Linked DNA regions of Ovis aries: region 1 is linked to region 2. A link is a contact called in public Hi-C data. All regions are on one chromosome and are shown on one strand. The core of a region is the stretch at or near the end of the contact, and the rest is flanking DNA. Distances in the headings are between cores, read along the strand shown.

Region 1 (2,700 bases), core at 62-2,561, 150 kb after region 2:
ACGAGGGTTGTTACACAACCTTATGTGCACGATCTCCTGCGAGCGAAACTGGAAAATTGTAAAGAATTACAGAATTAAAGAATCTTTCAATCATTTTTTAAAAAATGTGCTAAAGAAACAGTGGAATCACGAATAAAAAGTTTAAACTGGCACTGAAGGACAACGAGGCCGCTGGTTTACAGTCCGAAACAAGCAGGCAGAGGTGAGGCCTGCCGGACTTCGGCAGGGACAGCGCGAGGGTCACCCAGCACACCAGCCAGGCGCCCTGAGCACTGGTTCTGTTAGGGGACCGGTCCGTGAACACACAAAACACCGAAGACGCGCTAGGTCTGCTTGGATATGAGCTCCCCCGTCCCCCGGCTCTGCTACATCATCCGTCCGCTCATGTCCAGCCCACCTGGTGCCCATCACTGGACGGCCGGCCTGGCGGCGTCTCCAGCGAGCCCCGCACACGAAGGCTGCTTTGCCCGTGACCGCCAAGGGTCCAGGAGTGCCGCACTGAGAACAGAAAATTGTACAAACCTTCCCGAAGCAACCGGACCCGAGGCTGCCGAAACGCCTGAGCCGGGCCCGGAGCTTCAGGATGGGGGAGAATTTAGATTTCAGAGGTTTGTGCCTCGGTCTGTGAGTCCCCGGGGGGAACAGACCTTAAACGGGCTCGGAGACCAAAAAGCGCAAAAGCCCAAACGCCCATCAGTTAACGGAGAAAGAAAGCAAGGTTCCCCCTCGACGAAACGCCGCCGAGCGGCCGAGGACCGAGGAGCGCCGACCCGGGCCGGACCAGGTGAGCCGCGTCCGCTAACGAGCTGGCGGGGCTCTGGGCGACCCACACGCTCCGCACCAGCGGCGACTGCGGCCCGGCCCGGCGAACGCGCCGAAGGCGCGCAGCGGGTCTCTTCAGACCGAGGGATTCCACCGTGTTTGGATCCTGGCTCGGTTGTTTGAAAGCGCCACAAGGGCTGACTACACGCTGACCTGTCAAACCCCGCCGAGACGCCAACGCCTTCCGGGCCGCAGCCGCTGCCGCCTGGGGCCCGTCGGCGGACCCGCCCTCGGTCCCCGCCCCGGGCATCACTGACCCCGCGGTCCCGGCCCTGGCCGCCCGCTCGCTCGCCCGGCCCGGCGCCCTCACGGCTTATCACACACCGCTGGGCGCGGGACCGCTAAGCCGGGACCCGCGAGGCGAGCTCCCGCCCGGCGGCGACTCCACTTACGCGCCTCAGCCGCGCAGAGCGGACAGGGCTCTGTTCAGACTGAACGCGCAGAAACTCGCTGGGGCACGGCCGCCTGGAGACTCCTGGGAAGAAGGTCTGGGGAGACCGCGCGGACGGAGGAGGCCTGAACGTGCGGAAGGGCACTAAGCACGGCAGCGCAGAGGACTCTGGGAAGAAGGTCTGGGCGTGACCACACGAGCGGAGGCTGTCTGACCGTGCGGAAGGGCCCTAGGCACGATCCGCAGAGGAACCTGAGGAAATCAAGGCGAGACCACGCGCCGAAAGGCGATAGGCACTGCCGCGCAGAGGATCCTGGGAAGAAGGTCTGGCAGAAACAGCGACAGCGGGGGGTGGCTTCAACACGCAGAAGGGCGCTTGAACGGCCGCGCAGAGGACTCTGGGAAGAAGGTTTCGGAGACACTGCAACGGAGGAGGAGGCCTGAGGGGCACGCAGAGGACCATGGGAAGAAGGTCTTGGCGACAACGCCCCGAGGCTGGGCGGCCCGAACCCGATCCTGCTTAGGATGGCTGAGCAGAGGACTGTGGGAACGGAGTAGGTCCAACTGAACTCTCCCCGGACCACTGTGGGGCATAGGAAGAGGAACCGCGAGTCAAGTCAGCAGATGGGAGCAGAGCCATCTGTTGAGAGCCGTCAAGCAAGGTGGCAGTGCGACCCGAACCTCCGTGCCGGCCGCTCGGCTCCCGCATGCCCTGCGCCGCCGTGTCCTCTGCTGCCCCCTGGCGCCCTGCGAGCTCGCGGCACCGACCTCTGCGCCCCAAGCCCAGCAAGGACTGCGCGGGTTGCTTGGCGCCCCCGGTGCATCCAGGCTGCTGTGGTCGTCAGAGCCCGGCAGGGACTGCAGGGGGACTGGCCCTCCGAAACACCCCCCCTGCCGCTGGGTCCCCAGGCCAATGGACTGGTTTCAAATTGGGAAAACACACACACACACACGTCTCTTAGTCGTGTCCCACTCTTTGCGACCCCATGGATTGTAGCCTACCAGGCTCCTCGGTCCATGGCATTTTCCAGGCATGAATACTGGAGTGGGTTGCCGTTTCCTTCTCCATCAAATTAGGAAAGGAGTATTTCAAGGCTGTATACTATCACCCTGCTTATTTAACTTATATGCAGAGTCCATCATGTGAAATGCCAGGCTGGATGAATCACAAGCTGGAATCAAGATTTCCGGGAGAAACATCAACAACCTCAGATATGCAGGTGGTATCACCCTTATGGCAGAATGACTTCCTTGGTGGCTCAGACGGTAAAAGCGTCTGCCTACAGTGCTGGAGACCTGGGTTCGATCCCTGAGTCGGGAAGATCCTCTGGAGAAGGAAATGGCAACCCACTCCAGTACTCGTGCCTGGAAAATCCCAGGGACGCAGAAGCCTCGTAGGCTCCTATCCATGGGGTCACAAAGAGTCAGACACGACTGAGCGACTTCACTTCCTTCCTTCCTTCCTTATGGCAGAAAGCAAAGAGGAA
Region 2 (2,700 bases), core at 185-2,684:
TCCCTAGTAAAAAGCAACAATTGCGTCAAGTTCTAAGGAGCTGCCTCAAGAAGTCCCATGTAAGAGGCATTTCTCCCCTTTGCACCAAGTTTACAAATGAAGACAAACCACTTAATACACTGTAATGATATTTACCATTACCAAAGCAAGTGAGGGGATAGTCTCTAAAACAATGGAATGCGAACACTAAGACTTCAGTGGCCCCTACTGAACTGTTTTAAAATGTTCATAATCTGCTAGCTTCATGAAACCTAACAACCGCTGGCTTTAAAACAAACTTTTTTGTATACCTAAAGGGTAGCTTCTGATTAAAAACATTAAATAAAATAGTGTAACTGTTTTACGTATCAGATAAATCACTCTGGATTGTAGAGCCAGACTTCCCTCTCTCTTAAGTGGAGCTCATGCAGCTAGCTTTGGGCATTTGCTAGGAAACGAAGCGCTAACGAATCTTCCGTCCGGCTGCTTCCAACCGCTACTCTTCCAGTGTGGCCGCGCGGCCCGTGCGCTCCGCAGCCGGTCCGCCGCGGGCGCGGGGCCGGAGCCGGAGCTAGAGCCCCGGCGGAGCGCACGCGCGCTCGGAGCCGTTGCGCACGTTTCTGTGCTTCCCGCTCCTACCGTTGGGCTTAAGACTTTCAACCGCCGTCTGGGTCCGGCTTCCTGCTCCGTTGGGTGCCCCCTGGTGCTCATCACCTGCACCATCTTGAGTGGCGGCTGCGCGGAGCTAGGGGTCCAGGGAGCCCGAGGATGCTTTCGAGAAAGCCTCACGTCCAAAGCCGGGGTGTCGATCACACGGGCACACTCAGGCACCTCTAAAGGAAGAGGGAGGCTGTTTTCACTAAGCACCAAGAGAGACAGGAGCAGATTAAGTTTCATCCAAGTCAACTCAGCACCTTCAAGTTTGTGGTAAAAGCCGCAAAGATACGTAGACCTTGTTTCTTCTCGAACCCACCCCCTCCCGCGCGCTGTGCGCTTTTTCCGGGCGGAGTTCGCTGTGACCCTTGACTGCAGTGGGGCGGCCGGTCTCTGCGAGTCAGAGGATCTGTCCTGGGCTTGGAGCCCAGGATGCGGCCTTAAGTGCCGTGGAAGGGAGCTTCCCCCCTCCCCCAGCCAATCAGTGTTATGCACAAAGTCTGTGGCCCGAGCAGAGGGGTCCGGCTCCTCCCGGCTCTCCGCCCACACTCCGGTCGCGACACCGTATTTAAATAGGAACAGCAGCTCGTTTTCCATCCATGGCAATCCCAAGAGCTCGCTCTCGCCTCAGTACAGCATGGTGGGAGCCTCTCCCCTCTTCCTGAGTCCTTCTCCTGTTTTTCTCTTCCCTTCTTCCACAATTAATGCCTAAGTCATGCTTTTCCTAGCTAGCGCCCACTAAAGGATAAGGCTTAGCGACCCGCGGTGACGCTCCCATCCGCTTTCCAGAAGAGGCGGTTTCAAAGGGAACTACAGCTCCCGTGGGGCCTCAGGCTAAGCCACCGCAGGGCATCACGGGAGTCGTAGGCGTCTTCCTGCTCTGTCCCGTTCATTCCTCAAGGTGTCAACTACAAGTCCCAGAGGGTCTCGGGGCGAGACAGCCTGCGCGAGAGCCCCGCGAGCGGAGTGGGGGTGGGGCGCCCCGGGCGGCGGGGGGCGGGGCCCGAGCGGGCTGTGTGGAGGCTTCAGATTCCCGGCGCCATTTAGCGCGGAGTTTCGCCGGCGGACGCGGCTGTTCTTCCGCGGCCTCTCTGCACTCATCTCCGTGACAGAAGGCGCCCGACCGGGTGACTGCCCTTACTTCTCCCGGCCCTCCTCGGCCCGGAGGAGCACCGGGCTCGGGCCCTCCCCCACCGGCTCTCCCTCCGTCAGCCCCCGGCCCCGGCCCGGAGAGGAAGGGGTCCGCCCGGCCCGGGGCGGGCGGTGAGGCCCGGGGCCGGGGGCCGCTCCTCCGTGTTGCGCTTCGGCTCCTCGCGTTGGGCAATGGGCGGCCTCTGAGGCCGTCCAGCAGGGCGGGGAGGAGGAGCGGCCGCCCGCCTGGCCGCGAGCCCCAGCGCGGCCTCGCCCGCCTCCGCGCCGAGCGGCAGCCGCTCGGGGGTCCAGCCCGCCCCGGGCCGCAGCGGTGGAGAGCCAGCCGCCGCCTCCTTGACTCGGTGCGGGCCGCCGCGCCGCCCCCATGACCGCGCGCCCCCGGCGCTCCAGCCCGCCCGTCCGCCGCTCGCCGCACGATGGGTGCGGGCCGTGAGGCGCCAGCCCCCGTGCCTCCGCCCCGCCGCCGCCCCCGACAAGCGCGCCTCGAGAGCCGCAGCGGCCGCCGCAGCCGGGCCCGCGGGCCCGCCTCCCGCTCGGGCCGCCGAGTCAGTGCCGAGTGAGGGGCCGTCGTCCCGCCGCCCCGGGCCGGCCCCCTTCTTCCGCGAACTCGAGCCGCCCGCCTCGCTCTCGCTCCCGTTCCCACAATGTCTGGCGGCGCCGCCGACCAGCAGAGCAGCGCGCCGGGCTCGCTGTTCCTCTCGCCGCCGGCGCCTGCCCCCAAGAATGGCTCCAGCTCGGACTCCTCGGTGGGGGAGAAACTGGGCGCCGCAGCGGCCGATGCCGCAGCCGGCCGGACGGAGGAGTACCGGCGTCGCCGCCATACCATGGACAAGGACAGCCGGGGGGCGGCCGCGACCACCACCACGGAGCACCGCTTCTTCCGCCGCAGCGTCATCTGCGACTCCAACGCTACGG

Evidence for each region. Hi-C and Micro-C count contacts between places; a contact is called where the count stands out from the background.
Region 1: a contact with region 2 is called in a Hi-C map of hypothalamus, with 4 times the contacts expected there. The contact joins the promoter of RAD52 here to the promoter of LOC121819227 in region 2. A contact is called at or near these places in 2 of 16 Hi-C or Micro-C datasets (hypothalamus and liver).

What each region holds. Positions count from the first base shown.
Region 1 is chr3:213,563,276-213,565,975 of ARS-UI_Ramb_v3.0, forward strand. RAD52 (RAD52 homolog, DNA repair protein) reads right to left here and starts at 1,312. Exons shown (of 10, transcript XM_060413511.1): 1 at 1,215-1,312.
Region 2 is chr3:213,412,990-213,415,689 of ARS-UI_Ramb_v3.0, forward strand. It overlaps LOC121819227, which reads right to left and starts at 1,435. Exons shown (of 2, transcript XM_042247690.2): 1 at 894-1,435; 2 at 1-812. The coding sequence starts at 1,230. The coding sequence ends at 403. WNK1 (WNK lysine deficient protein kinase 1) reads left to right here and starts at 1,661. Exons shown (of 25, transcript XM_060413505.1): 1 at 1,661-2,700. The coding sequence starts at 2,430.